Regions from separate parts of the Sus scrofa genome. Here regions 2 and 3 are each linked to region 1. A link is a contact called in public HiChIP or PLAC-seq data. All regions are on one chromosome and are shown on one strand. Each heading gives the region's core, a stretch centred on a gene start, on an enhancer-like site or on the middle of the called end of the contact. The rest is flanking DNA. Distances are from core to core; before and after follow the strand shown. Region 1 overlaps KCNAB1 (potassium voltage-gated channel, shaker-related subfamily, beta member 1). Region 2 has its middle 31 kb from the start of CCNL1. Region 3 has its middle 49 kb from the start of CCNL1.

What was found. HiChIP or PLAC-seq counts read pairs in DNA pulled down with a chosen protein or histone mark.
Region 2: an H3K27ac HiChIP or PLAC-seq map of alveolar macrophages shows a contact between it and region 1. The contact joins two enhancer-like sites. A contact is called at or near these places in 1 of 5 promoter capture datasets (liver), 7 of 47 Hi-C or Micro-C datasets (alveolar macrophages, embryonic fibroblasts, fibroblasts and 3 more) and 2 of 2 datasets of contacts at active chromatin or transcription factors (alveolar macrophages and skeletal muscle).
Region 3: an H3K27ac HiChIP or PLAC-seq map of alveolar macrophages shows a contact between it and region 1. The contact joins two enhancer-like sites. A contact is called at or near these places in 3 of 47 Hi-C or Micro-C datasets (embryonic fibroblasts, liver and subcutaneous adipose tissue) and 1 of 2 datasets of contacts at active chromatin or transcription factors (alveolar macrophages).

Annotation. Positions count from the first base shown.
Region 1 is chr13:96,366,162-96,371,209 of Sscrofa11.1, forward strand. KCNAB1 (potassium voltage-gated channel, shaker-related subfamily, beta member 1) reads left to right here. Exons shown (of 15, transcript NM_001105294.1): 15 at 4,713-5,048. The coding sequence ends at 4,802. It also overlaps a transcript of SSR3 not described here. Among named protein-coding and RNA genes, the nearest start is that of SSR3, 22 kb to the right of the region's middle. Within about 2 kb of position 2,855, at least 15 of the 83 cell types and tissues checked have an H3K27ac peak or open chromatin away from gene starts, as enhancers often do. A contact at or near this core is called in alveolar macrophages and skeletal muscle, where this site is marked.
Region 2 is chr13:96,970,653-96,975,700 of Sscrofa11.1, forward strand. No RefSeq gene overlaps it. Among named protein-coding and RNA genes, the nearest start is that of CCNL1, 31 kb to the right of the region's middle. Within about 2 kb of position 2,594, at least 19 of the 83 cell types and tissues checked have an H3K27ac peak or open chromatin away from gene starts, as enhancers often do. A contact at or near this core is called in alveolar macrophages and skeletal muscle, where this site is marked.
Region 3 is chr13:96,953,154-96,958,201 of Sscrofa11.1, forward strand. No RefSeq gene overlaps it. Among named protein-coding and RNA genes, the nearest start is that of CCNL1, 49 kb to the right of the region's middle. Within about 2 kb of position 2,953, at least 12 of the 83 cell types and tissues checked have an H3K27ac peak or open chromatin away from gene starts, as enhancers often do. A contact at or near this core is called in alveolar macrophages, where this site is marked.

The DNA of each region.
Region 1 (5,048 bases), core at 1,605-4,104:
ACACCCATGTCTCTTACCATAGCTATTACCCATCCAAACAGGTAAGGTGGCATGTTTTCCTCTTGCTCTTTAGGTAACAGAACTGTCTCACAGCTTCTCACCCAACCATCTGTCCCCAAGATGAGCACTTAGTCTGTTACCTCTCCCAGAAGGAAGTAGATGGAGGTGGAGATAAATTTGATTAAACTTAAAACATTTAAAAATCCTTTTTGAAGAACAGCCCAGGATATGCTGGGAGATAAATGGTGCAGACCTCCTCCCCCTCCATCACTTTTCTTAGGTCTATGCAGCAGGGTAAGCATCACTACCTCTGTGCTCCTGGAACCCCTCCAACCCCCCAACTCCTCCTGGACTGTGGGGTTCCCTGCCTGGGGAATGCTCCCTCTTATGAAAGCTGCCCCCACCTTCTCTTATTTTCACTTATGCTCTGGGAACAGATTAAAAACCACACAATGAGGAGGAAATAGGGAAACTGTCTATAAACAAAAGAGCTGAAATGTAATCCAGTGATTTCAATCCCAATTCTATGTATTGAGTACTTATTCTATATCTGGCACCACACTAGGCACAGAGAATTCTGAGATAAGCACAGGACACTGCTCTCAACAGCTCAGGGACTGCCTGAGGAAGACTGAATTAAGCAATCTGTCTCCTAGTTCATTCAGCAGATCTTTGAGAGCTTACTCTACCCAACACCTGGGACAGCACAGGGAACCAGAAAGATACCAACCTTCAAGGAGCTTACATTACAGTAGGAGAGGCACATAATATATAAACATATAAAATCACTTCAAGTGAGAAGGTCTATTAAGTAAATATAGTGTTGCAATACAGCCTAACTGGGAAATGAGTGAGCCTGCTTTTAGGTAATATCCTTGCCCAAGGCCCTTCTGGGATATGTGTGTTCTGAAACCTGAAGTGGAGGACACAGCATGTGAAAACCGCTGGAAAGAGCAGACGCAGGGAAGAGGAGTACAAAGGCCCTGAGGTGGGGAGGCACTTGGCTTGTTCTAGGAAGCACCAGCCTGAGGCTAATGTGGCCAACATGCAGTGAGCAAAAGAGGCGAAGGGCACAGGCAGGGGACAGATCACACAGGACTCCAGAGGAGTCATGAGTTTTGTTCTACATGTAGCAAATTCTTTGGAGGGTTTTAAGAGGAGGGACATGCTGTTATTTTAATTTTTAAAGATTGCTCTCACTGCTGTGTGAAAAGCAGAATGAAAAGGCAAGGATGGATTGTCCAGGTAACAGGTGTTGGCTGGACTAGCAAGGATGGTGGCTTTGTAGGTAAAGTAGGATTCTGTAGGCTTTGGAAAGAGAGACTGGACTTTTGGATGCCTTGGCAAGAAGAGGGATGAGCTGAGGATTCCTGTCATGCTAATAGAGTGATCACTGACATCCAAAGGGGGAGCTAATATTGCTGGAATGGTTGAAAAAAGAGAGAGAGAGAGGCAGCTCCTGGACTGTGGGAGTACTGTAGGTAGCTAAAGATACATTTCAGTGGAAAAATGAGTCAGTCATCTCCCCAGAGCATTTCCTCCCAGCAGGGCTCTGGCTGGTAGCAGGACGGGCTTCTATGCTCGGGCTTCCATGCTCAATGCACAAGAGAAAAGGATGTTGTCTTAGCAAGAAGCTGCTACCAGGACAGCTTACCATATCCTCTCCCTTTCTACTCCCACCTCTGGCCAGCCCAGCACCAAAGGTTCTGCCCTCAGTCAGCTGTGACTGGGCCCCTTGATATAGTGAGGCTACTAGATTGGGGCCGCTGGGGACTCCCAGCAGATAGAAAGCATGCAGTGCCAGCAGTTATAAGGAAATTTCTAATGGGCAAAGGCAGGCAGCTGCTTCTTTGAATGTACCTAAGGTGAGCATAAACTGGAGAGGTTTTGCTAAGCATCAGCAGACAGGAGAAACAGGAAAGAAGCCACAGCTGCAGGCAGTCCCGTCAGCAGCTCAGGTCCCCAACCTCCAGCCTCAAAGCCCTTGTGAGGTTCCCCACCAGCTACTCAGGGAAGTCCGACTCCTCAGCACTCAGGCCCTTCCCATCCAGGGCTCATCACCCCTCCCTCACCTCCTCTGGGATCCTAATCCCCAGAATAGTGGTCCTCCCCCTGCGGAGTGTCCACCACCCTAGCCTGGAAAAATCCTGGTCCATCCCCAAGGCCCAGCTCAAAGTGACTCAGTCCTGGAAGGACTTCCCTGACACCTGCCAGCCCGTGACACTTGCCAGACCTCCCTCACTCCCCAATTATTGCACTCAGGGTAACACCTTGGTTGCAAAACTGCTAGCTCGTGGGATGTTTGTGTGATCTCTAGTAGATGAAAATGTTTTCAAACAGTTGCCAACATTTAAAAAAAAATGGGCAGCAACTTCACATAAAATTCTGGATGTTATGGCTTTTCTTGAATATTTAAGTCTTGCAACACTATATATACATGTATATATTTCATGTTTTATTCAAGTACTTTATGGTTTCATTTTTCTAATGTTTAGATCTCTTTTCTTATTGGTGTAATGAATGAAGAATGTTTTTTCCTCACATGGCTAACCCACTATATTTTAGACCCAAAATTTCCAACAAATCCAGTTTCTAGATTTGGGTCTCATTGCTGCAGTCTCACTTTAGCACAGTAGTTTAGATCTCTGATGCTCCAGAGCTGGTGGGAAACCAAACTCTCTTCTAGGAGAGGAAAGCGTTACCAGAACCAGTGAGGAAGTCCTACACTATTCCACCAAACTCTAAGGCTTCTGAGGAGAGCACTGAGTGGAGACAAGGTCACTCTGGCCAACATGACTGCAGGCAGAGGAAGGGTGAGGCTCAAACCTCAGCATCAGTCATCAGGAATGTATTTCACCACGGTCTCCACAGAGGGTCAGACTATTCCTGAAAGAAAGTCTGCCTTTGTTCCTTGTCCTAGTGTAACACATGCCCTTGGCCTATTTCTTGCAATAAATACTAGCTAGCCCTAGATGATCTCACCCTTTCCTAGGGCTTCAATTAGCATGACGGTGCAGATAACTCCTAAACTCTCAACTCCAGTCCTTTGCTACCACTAAGGTCCACAGCTGCCCTTCTGGCTGCCTACGAGTCACTTCTTTTTTTTTTTTTTGTCTTTTTAGGGCCACACTTGTAAGTTCCCTGGCTAGGGGTCGAATTGGAGCCATAGCTGTGGGCCTACGCCACAGCCACAGCAATGCTATATCTGAGCCACGTCTTCGACCTACATCACAGCTTGAGGCAACACCAGATCTTTAACCCACTGAACAAGGCCAGAGGTCAAACCTGAGTCCTCACGGATACTAGTCAGGTTCATTACCCCTGAGCCACGATGGGAACTCCTACCAGTCACTTCTACGTGAGATCCCATAGGCACCTTCACTTCAACACATCCTACTCCAAACTTCTTGTGCTCCAGACTTCTGTGGATCCTGTATCAGTATCTTCCTAGTCACCCAGTCTTTAAGTTGCCATCAGCCTCCAAAATGTCTCTCCAAGTCACTCTCCTTTTCTACTCCACTGCTAACTGTCTAGGTAATGCTTATTGTCTCTGGCTGGGACTGCAATTAATTTCTAACATCTGTGTCCCCTTTCAATCTCCTTCCAACTCATCCTTCAAAATACCTCTAGGTGTCTAATGGGGTCACTCACAGCTGAGAAGTCCTCTGAAATTCCCACTGCCTACAGCATTAAGCCCCAACTCCAAAAAATGGAATTCGAGGCCTTCCACTCTTTACCGGAATTTCTTTTTTCCATATTCCCACCATCCCCACACTTCATTCATTCACTCTACACTTCTATCACTCCATTTCACAGACTCCACTTTTTCACGCTATTCTCTCTACCTGGTATTCCTGTTAATCCCTCACAAGGATTCTAACTGATTCTCTCCTTATCTTTGGACCCCTGCTGTTCACAGGTGGCTATTAAGTGCACATAAGGCAGCCAATCCAAATGGAGATGTGCTCTTAGTGTCAAATGTACACCTGATTTGAAAGACTTAGTACTTTAAAACATGTAAAGCATCTTTTTTTTTTTTTTTTTTTTTTTTTGTCTTTTGCAATTTCTTGGGCTGCTCCCGCGGCATATGGAGGTTCCCAGGCTAGGGGTCCAATTGGAGCTGTAGCCACCGGCCTACACCAGAGCCACAGCAACGTGGGATCCGAGCCATGTTTGCAACCTACACCACAGCTCACGGCAACGCCAACCCACTGAGCAAGGGCAGGGACCAAACCCACAACCTCCTGGTGCCTAGTCAGATTCGTTAACCACTGCGCCACGACGGTAACTCCTAAAGCATCTTAATATTCTATACTGACTACATGCTGAAATGATGTTCTGATACAGTAGAGTAAAACATGTATTAATTTCACCTGCTTCTTTCCCCTTTTATTACTGTGGCCGCTAGAAAATCTAAAATTACACATATGGCTCTCATTTTTCCTATTGCTCTAGTTATTCTATATTTCTGTCTTCATTTACTGTCAACCAGTAGCTATGAGCACCTACTATGAGCCACTCTTTCAGGCTCTGGAGATGCTGTGTGAACAAAACAAGGCCCCTGACCTCAAGGAGCTTTCAGGCTGCTGGGGAACTAGCATTCTAGTGGTGGCTTATAAATGTATACAAATCTAGACGACTTTGCTTAATATTGAGCACAAAAAGCAAGTATCAAGTACTAACCACATCCTTTGTATATCTCATGCTCCCAGGTTCTCCCAAAGATGACATCACATGTTGTAAATGAGATTGATAACATACTGCGCAACAAGCCCTACAGCAAGAAGGACTATAGATCATAAGGCAATGCATGAGCCTCAGGAGCTGCATGGGTAAATCAGCGGTCTATACAGGTACAGAGCGATGTTACCAGCCAGTCTTTTGAGTCACTTAGCAGCCCACTGCTTAACCTCTAGTGTCCTCGGATTCTGAGGTGTCTGCTGTCGCTACCACTGTGCACCTGACTTATGAGCACATCTGAAAACTCACAACCAAGAAAATCCATTATATTTTCTTATCTTGGACTGGAGTCACCTATTTTTACATTG
Region 2 (5,048 bases), core at 1,344-3,843, 600 kb after region 1:
TCCATAAGCATCTCTGAGGTGCAGCCCTTGGCCATTGGAAACCCTTGTTAAGTAGGGATTATTTGCCCAGCTTTAGTTGCTCAGCTTTACATATTAGTAAACTGAAGTTCAGAGAGGCTGAGAGATTTAGCCAAGATCACAAAGCTAGTTGGGAGAGTATTGACTCAGGGCATGATATAAGCTCCAGAAACCCTTGAAACCATAGTTTGCCTGACCCAAGACACCCTGGATACGTCTCTCCTTGAGACTGAGGGGAGTCCCTTGTAGCACTCTAGGTAAGAGCGGATGATCTCCCCATCAGTCGGATTTCTAAGTTGAGTGATCGGAGGTTATGCGTACAGGTGCCTGCCCAGGCACTGGCCTTTGTCCCAGTCTCCCATTCCCTTCCTCCACGGGCACACGAAGGTCAAGTCCTGACTGTGTCAGTCCCTGTGGACTCATCTGTCTATCTGCCACAGATGTCTAGCAGCTGACCAAGATAAGAATGGAGTGAATGGGCTTTGGAGCCAGGTGGGCTTGGGTGTAAATTTCAACTTCTGCCATATTTTCAGGGAAAACTCAGGTTTTAGCATGGGGATGGGGGTGAGGAGGTTCGAGTCAGAATCCTGCAGTCTCTGCCAGCCTCTGAGTAGAGGAGGGGTGGGAGCCAGCCGCCAGCCATCCCCATAACAGCAAGGCCTTCCTGCCCCCAGGTGGGGAAAGAGCCCACCGCCGACAGCGGGCAGCACCCAGCTCAAGGGATACAATTTCAGGGCCCAAACAAGACTCAGATGGCTCTGGTCCTCCAAACTCTCTCCCATACACTAGTCCAAAACTCACTTTCAAGGCCCACTGTAACCATCCCTGGGGGTGAGGGAGGGGTGGGGAATGACACGTCACAATGTTTAAAAGAACACTGGGGAGAGCATTAGCATGGAGCCCACCAGGAACCACACTTTAACACCCGATCTGTGGCCTCTGTCTCCTCTTCTTTAACGTATAAAGCTAATAGAATGTGATGACATGACACTGCTGCTCTAGGCACTTTTTATGTACGTTGTCATTCCGAGCTCACAATAGCCTGAGTCCCATTTTCCCCATGAAGCAGGCATGTGGGTGAGGTCACCTAGCCACGGTCACAGGAGCAAAGCTGGACTTGGAACTCAGGCAGTCAGGTGGCAGCGTCCCTGCTCTTGCTTCTTATGGCAATAACGAGGCCTTACTCTCAGGTGAGAGGCCAGACTGAGAGAAGTCCTACATCTAAAGTTTCTGACACGAAACACGAACTCAGTTAATACTATTTTCCTTCCCTGGGCTCTTGGATTTGGGAGGAGGGAGCCACCGTCTGCCTCTCTCTGCAAAGGTTTGTCTTGCGCATGTGGGTGCTTGGTCGGTCTCTGAGAGATGAATGACAGGACAGGTTTTGCCAAGGTGCATGGCAGGAGTGAGGAAAGGGGAGCGCTAGAAATAGAAGTGTGTGTGCACATGCACACACACAGGCTAAGGCTGTGGCAAATGCCATGGTTTTCCTGGGGCCTGACCACCACTCCACTGGCTGCAAGTTTGTGAGGGACTGTGAGGGGGGGCTTTGACGCCTACTGTCCTTTACATCATGGTGTCGGCCGCAGAGCTTCCCAGGAGCCCAAGCAACGGGGAAGCCATCAGGGAGGAGGAGCGACCCCCCCCCCCTGCCACCCCAGCTCTAGTGCCTGGAGGATTAGAGGTTGCTCCTAGGGGTGGCCATGTGTGTGGTGGGTGGAGCTTGGGGGGCCTGGTGAGAGGAAATAGGGCTGTTCTGTATTCTAAGTTAGCCAGGCCCACACCCAAGCAGTGGCTGCCCCCGCCCTGCTCTGGCTTGAGTCAACCACTGGCAAACGGAGAGCGTTTCTTAGCACCAGAAAGGGGTCTCTGTGGGGGCAGAGAGAGCCAGCTCTCTGTGGAAGATCTCCAAGCCCCGCGGGCACAATTCCACCAGAATACAGCCTCACCGACCCAAGCAGTCTGGGCGATGGTTACTGAGGTGCATTCATCTCTGTTTATCAAGATGACACGGGCCAAGGCCATGTGTACCGGGGCCAAAACAAGCAGACCTTGACAGGGCAACATACCAATGTGTTGGTTTCACCACGTTCTCTCCGAATGTCCCTCAGCTCAGTTGACACAGCAGGCTGGGGATGGTGGAAGATGGCCCAGGGACTGCCGCACCCTGCTCCGACGTTAACTGTGTGTTCACAGGCATAGCCTGCGCAGCCAGGGTACAGGGGAGCAAGGCAGAACTTTTCCACAAAGGGGACTCACTGAATCCCAGTGGCTTGGAGGTTTGGGGAGTGGTGGTTTAAAAAAATCCCACCCACTGCTTCAGTTTGCTCTGCTCTTTGTAAGGACAGTCACAACCCCAAACTCCTGGAGACTTTAATCCAGTCCCTGTTTGGTTTCATCCCTCATGACCAGCTGAATTGGGCTTTTCTGAAATGTTCAAGATTTGCAAAGGATAGTTCAGATCCTGATTCCATCACCGGCATTTCAGAAGGGTTCTTAAAATGACAAAATGGTTCCTTTGCACTCTCCACATCTTCATCATTGAATATTTATGAAGTGCCCACACTGGGGTTGCTGTCCAGTTCTGAACCCAGATAAGAGGGGAGGTTCTTTATTCTCTTGGGGGCAGGGTGTGTGTGGGGGTGCTTAGTCAACTGTATATTTCTTTTAACTTCTGAAAGCTTTCCTGTTCCTGGGTGGGGGGAATGTCAGTTTGTTTTTGCAAGAGAAAGAGTAAACTTTTGCTAATGCATAGTGTTTCGTCAATTATCATTTGGGGTTTTCGACAGTGCTTGTTTTCTGAAACTCTCATCACCTCATTTCTTTGCACTAAAAATACTTGAGGCGGTTGAACATTGGTTGAACTCATGACTGTGGCAGTTTGCAAATTGAAGGGATGCTTTCATTTTTTCCGACCCATTCTCTCCTTTTCCACTCCACCCAAAAACAAATCATGCAGATACCGCATTGCTGGAGTGAGTCACCAGGGAATCTATCTCGTGCTGAGTTCTCTGCCATCCGCGGTCCAACACTGCCCCCTCGTGGTCAGAGCATGGTCATCTCTGCGCTCACAGTCTCCTACCCCCATGAGAGCAAGGGCTGCTTGCTGGCCAGTCTTCAGGTGCTGGTGGTTGGAACAGCTTGGGAGGTCCGAGTGGCCTCAGGGTCCCTGGGCACTCAAGGCCATGCTATGTACTCTCCAGGGTGAAAGGCTCTGGGCTGTGGACTTGGCTTTTGCCTCCCATTCGAGACACAGTGCACCAGACTCAAAGTCCTTCCCTAGGAATTGGATGCTTAACTTAGAAAGGTGCACAAACTCTTCCGGGCCTTTGAAGGAGATCCCTCAGTATGGGGCTGGGTTTAAATCACCTCCCTGTTCCCAGAGCCCTGGACCCTCACCTGACATTTGGTAAATACTCCATAAATACTTGGGAATGGACTTCAGTTAGTTTGTCATCAACAGTTATGTTCTAGGCATTTCCATCATGGCACAGTGGAAAGGAATCCAACTAGGAACCATGAGGTTGTGGGTTCGATCCCTGGCCTCGCTCAGGGGTTAAGGATCCAGCATTGCCGTGAGCTGTGGTATAGGATGCAGATCTGGATCTGGCATTGCTGTGGCGTAGGCCAGCGGCTACAGCTCTGATTCAACCCCTAGCCTGGGAAACTCCACATGCCGCGGGCGCAGCCCTGAAAAGCAAAAAAAAAAAAAAAAAGTTCTTAGTACTGACTGTTTTGGGTCCCTGGTTAAGACTAGGCATCTAGAGTGTGTATAAAGGACAGTCCCAGCTCTGATTGGAGTTGTTGAAGAATTAGGCTGGACACAAGAGATGACACTTGCCAGTGTTGTCATTGCTCAAGGAATAACATAGGCAGTAAGCAGCACCAGTGTGTGGGGGAAAAGGAGAGATCCTCTGAGCCATGACACAAGGGTCAGCTTATCTGATTGGTGAGATTGTGCTGTGCCTTTAAGGAAGTGATGATAATCAGATCTATCAAATACCTCCTACGCTATACCAATGTCCTTTATGTTTATCATTAATTCTCACAACAGTCATGCCAGGGAAATGTTATCAGTGCCTACCCACAGATGAAGAAACTCAGGCTCAGAAGAGCTAGGCAATTCTACCCAAGGCCACACAGCACCAAGCAGGACCAAGAGACTTCGAATGCAGGTCAGTCTAAATCAAGAACCCATGCCTCTTCCGCTACCCAGAGCCAAGGAGGAAACATCACAGACATTATCAGGTACCTTTCTTTGGGCTTAACTTGAAGCAGCTTCCAAAGCAAGCTGCTACTGCTTCTAGGAAGCAAGGGCCAAGTGGGATAGAGCTGGGGGCCTCCAGTTCTCTGGGCATGACAACGAACAGGGTGGTGGTGGTGGAGTCAGAGGGTTACTGGGAGCAATCCCAGGACTGGCCAGCTGGGCTGAGGTGTGGGCATCAGCATGATTGCTGGACAAGTTCCCAGGGGCACAGCAGGTAAGCAGCATTCACTGCCAAGCTCCAAAAGATCCAAGGATTTCAAATCTTATTATCTGGGCACCTTATAAAGAGGCCAGTGATTCCAGGCTTGGTAGGGAAAGATTTGATTAAAATAGGACTCTAGCAAAGCCATGTAGGTTGATTATGTGGACAAACTTGTTTGGGTTTGAAGTGTCTCCCCCCACCACCATAGGGTTACTGAAAAATGCGAAGCAAGTTAATTTATTTAAACAGAATGGCACATGGAACATAGTGCTTCTATAAATTGAGGTTGCTGTCTTTATTCATCTGCCAGCAGAACTTAGCAAAGGCCTATACCCTTAGAATTGTTATCAAGTGTTCAGGCCCTACTAAGGGCCCAAGTGAGGCTAAACTGGACGAGTCTAAAGATACTATTGCTCCTTTGGAAAAAGTCCTTATTGTGTTCTGAGTAAGGCTTGCAGGTCAGCAGGTGAGAGAGTGAGATCTTCTATCCCGTCCAGTCAAATAGTGACCTCTAGAGGCGATAGTACTTATTACTACCTTGTACTGCAAACTGAAAGGCTC
Region 3 (5,048 bases), core at 1,703-4,202, 590 kb after region 1:
ATAGTATACTTCTTTTAAAAATAGGCATTGATTTTTTTTTTTTAGTAGTATGTTCTTCTTTTCTTTTTTGCTTTTCATTTTCTTTTTAGGGCCACACCCATGGCAATGGAAGTTCCCAGGCTAGGGGTCAAATCAGAGCTGCAGCTGCCAGCCTACACCACAGCCATAGCAATGCTGGATCCTTAACCCACTGAGTGAGGCCAGGGATCAAGCCTGCATCCCCATGGATACTAGTAGGGTTCTTAACCTGCTGAACCACAACAGAACTCTAGTAATACATTGTTAAATATCTACACACGATGCTTTGGTCTGCTTCAGAATAATCTGGAGTTGGGGGAAGAAGGTACAGATTAAGCAAAGCTGATAATCATTGAAGCTGGGTAATGTTTATATAAGGGTTCTCTCTCTGTCTCTCTGTCACACACACACATACACATATTTTCAGTTTCCATGATAAAAAGTTTAATACAATCAGTAGGAAGCCTGGGATTTGTCTCAGCCCAGTGACTCTGAAGCATGAGATAAAAGCTGAGCAGGGGGGGGTGAAAAATGTCTCTTTGGTATATTGCTCGGTAATCAAGAATCTGAAAGTCAATGGATTAAATATGTAAATAATTTATTGTTTTTAAATGAGTTTTCATGTGCCTATGTCCTCTGTGTAACTGGGAGTTCCCTACCTGTGCTGGGTTTTATTCCTATCTGTATCCCTAACCTTTAGCATAGTGCCTGTCATACTGTAGGTGCTCATAAGTGTTTGTTGAGCAAAAGGATGCTTGAATTCATATCTTACACAAGACCTGAAACAGCCCCAAGATGGCACAGGTCCACAAACTTCTTTGTAACTTGAATCGAAATCAATGCTTCCAACCTCTTTTTATTTTTATTTTTTATTTTTTAGCTGTTTCCGAACAATAAATTGTTCAAATCCTAAAATAGCAAAGTCGAGAGGGACGTAGAGATCATATTATAGATGAGAAAACCAAGGTGCAGAGGAGGAAATGAACTTTCCAGGGTCACACAGCTGGTAGGGACAGAGGCTGGACCGGAATTCAGGCTCCTGGAGCCCAGGCTGGGCTGTTTTTGTTCTACCACCCATTTCCATGGCTGTGAATTGGACACATACCCACAATTATTTTCACAGGTGAGGAAAAGAGAACTTCGAATAACCTAATTCCCCATGGTCTTGGTAATTGTCACTCCAAAGCTCTCTCCAGAGTTCTCCACATTGGGTTTTATCTCTTACTTCAGGAAAACTTAAACTTGAAAAACCTTCATTTTCAAAACCAACAGAAGGGGTGATTATTCTCATTAGAAAGAACTTGGTACACATTTTTTATAAAGAGGTGAACTCTCTCAAGTGTCTTTAAAATATGAGGCAGTTTGTAACAATTTGATCTGCATCCAGCTTGTTAGGAACCAAGCAACTGAATAAAATCAAGCACAGCCCAACCCACAGTCTCACAGTCCTGCCATGTCAAGTGTCACAAGGGCGCTTTCGACATTCCAAAGCCAAAAAATAAACAAATCAATCAAAGATCACACACCAAGAGTAGAAATAAATTGGGGGGGAACTCAAGCATTTTGCAACATTATATCTTTTTAAAAGCATACTTTGATTTAAACAAGGTTTTAAGTTAAAATATTAGGAAAATCATGCCTTATAGTTTTATCTTTTTGGCACTAAAAGGAGCATAACTCTAGTGGTCTTTTGTGTCATTCATGTTCCGGGCTTTTCCTTGCAAAACTATTTCGCAGCTTTGCCCGGTGCTGCTTTTAAGAATCTTGTGACACTTCCATCCCCCCATGTAGCAGGGGTGGCCAGATTTCTTTGCTGTTAAGAAGATTACTGAGATGTCCTCCTTTATAAAACCCAGAAGACTCTGGGAGTAACAGGAAAGAACAAACAAGAGATGTCAAGGAGACAAGCAAGTGCTGCTCTTCAAAGCGCTCTAAGCAAGGAGAGGTCAAAGAATGTTTTAACAGCCACTGATAAAGCAGGAGCTCTGGAAGCCAGGTACCGGGCGCGAACTTCCTAAGCAAGCAGAGGGGTTAACTTCCATCTTCCATTAAGGGTTAAGCTCTAAACCCAAGAACTTTGGGTGAGTCAGGCCCAGAGCCCTGTGGAGAAAGGAGACACCTTATATCTAATCAGCCCTGCCTCAAAATAGCTCTCTCTTTGCTGGGGCAGAGACCCATCATCCCTACACGGCACAGCACAGCAAAGCACAGTGGTGTGGAGGTGCCCCAGCCCCACTTAGAAAGTCTCCGAGTGTGCTTTCTTCATCTGTTGCACAAGCTAGAGCTCCCTGGGTGAAGCAATGCGTAATTTAGAAAACTTCAAGATGGCTTGCCCAGAATCAGGACATTCCAGTCAGGAAGGACCTTACAATTTACCTGGATCAACCAGCCATTTTACAGATGGATAAACTGAGACCCAGGGAGATGAACCGATTTGTACAAGAACTCACGGGAAGTCCGTGGCTGGGCTAAAGGCTAAAACCCAGAACTAGAGCAGACACTTTTCTTTCTTTAGCCGAAAAATGAATGAAACACTCATGCCCCCAGTCAACTTTCCTTTCTTCTGTTGTTAAGGAAATCATTTCCAATGCCCCAAGAGTGTCTGAATCAACTCTCTCACAGGCAGTTCTTGTTTAAACTCTTCCATTGTGAGTCTCTCAAACTTCCTCTTCGTAATCCAGACAGCTTTACTTTTGAGGTTCTATAGATGAGCAGCCACAGTTGTTTTTTCCCCTCCGGCTGCTGGAAGAGAATGTTACAAATGGGTAATTGAAAACCTCCGGGAGTTGATTAGAATGGGGTCAGACAGAAATGCTCACCGGGCTCATCAGTGGCTCTCCCTGCCAAGGGTTGTGACTCACAGCTCGGGATGTGCCCTCCCAGGCGCCATCTTCGAGATGGCACAGCTCAGACATTCCTGCCGCCACACTTCCCTTCTCGCCATTTGCATACTGTTCCCCTTTGTGCATCCTCTACACAGTATGGGCTCTGTCGAGAGCTGTACGAGGCACACAAGGTCTAAACAGGAGCGGGGCCAAGCCTGGGGCTTGCAAAGTTCGCTGGCAACTGGGCAAAGGAATGGAATATGGAACATGGACCAAGGGCTGGAGGTTGTAGTTGGGAAATGTGTGGCTCCATCTAGCATGAAACAGTTTTCTTCAGGTTATTACCACCCAGGACTTTGTGTCGGAGACTGAAGAGAAATAAAGTGCTAAGAGGCAGAAACTGAATTTCACAGCCCTTCCATTTCTCCATGATTGTCATTTACTAAATGTTTCCCATTATTTCTTGCATGAGTCCCTTGGCTGGACTTCTCACGGCTCTTAGGTGGAAATTGGTCCCTAGTTGTTTCTTATGTCGGATTTTTCTCTTCTAGCTAGATTCCAAGTCACTCTCCATAAGGGCCAGGGCTTTGTAATTCCCTTAGAGCCGCCCACCATAGTGCTGGGCACACAGCAGGTACATGATAAATATTTAGTAACTATGTCCTACTGGGTGGGTACTGCAGTTCCAGACTCACTTTGTGCTAAAGCCAGATCATACCATGAAGACCCTCATTTTACTCACAAGAAGGCAAAAGGCAAAGAAAAAGGATCATCCAAGGTGTACACACAGAGAATCGCAGAGACAGGCCTCAATCCTAGGTCTTTTGAAACTAGGATTCAGCCCTATCTGTCAATCATCTATTATAGGATGGAGACAAAGTATTGTGCCGAAGACCTTTAGGCTAAAGTCAGTGAGAAGCGAAATAGTATTGGTTGGCTCATTGCTTGAAGGCACTTACTTAAAATTTTCATGTTAATTTTTTAAAGGACATTTTAATTGATACATCCTTGGCTTATTACACAAGTTACACAAACATTCTCATATTTATGTAATTATAAAAGTATATTTTTTTCTAGCAGGAGTTCAGTCATAATTGTTTTATCAGAATAAAATGTCTCCTTTTTTAATTTTGGTTTTTTTTTTTTTTTTTGCTTTTTTATTTTTTAGGGCCATAGCTGCAGCATAGGGTTCAAATTGGAGCTGCAGCTGCCAGCCTCTGCCACAGCCAGAGCAACTTGGGATCAGAGACACATCTGCAATCTACACCACAGCTCACAGAAACGTCAGATCCTTAGCCCATTGAGTGAGGCCAGGGATTGAACTGCATCCTCATGGATACTAGTCGGGTTGGTAACCTGTTGAGCCACAACGGGAACTCCAAAATGTTTCCTTTTTTAGCTGAAGATCTAAGAAATTAGATCCAAATTAATGCCAAGTGAGATTAATCTCTAAGAGGTAAGCCCTTATTGTTCTAATATCAACTCGACATGGATTTTGAACTTCTCAGTAACATGCATATTCATGTTCAAAGATTAATCCATCAAAGGAATAGCAACAAGCATTCATCGGGTGCCTACTGGTTACACTGCATTGTTCTGACTGACCTTGAAGTTTTGCCATTAACTAGCTATGAGATCTTAAGTACATATTAAAGGACCCAATTTTTTCTGTTTTTTAGGACTGCACCCATGGCATATGGAAGTTTCCAGGCTAGGGGTCAAATCAGAGCTGCAACCACCAGTCTACATCACAGCCACAGCAATACCAGATCCGAGCTTCATCTGTTACCTACCCCACAGCTCACAGCAATGCTGGATCCTTAACCCACCAAGTGAGGCCTGGGATTGAACCCACATCTTCATGGATACTAGGGTTCATTACCCCTGCGCCACAACAGGAACTCCCAAGGACCCAATATTTTTAATGCCAGGAACCTTGAAATAAACTTTACATATGTTGTTTCGTTTAATCTTTATGATGGTTTTACGATTTACAAATGAGGACTCCAAGGAAGAGAAAGTCACTGATCTACTCAAAATGACACAGCTAATAAATGGCTAATCTGGGATATGTCCCAGATGTTAGTGCCTCGCTGAGAAGCCCAAACTTTGCCTGCTATACCATAGCATCTCAATCCGAGGTCGTATTAGTATCATCTAAGGAACTGTTATATAATACAGATGCCTGGGTACCACCAACAACCA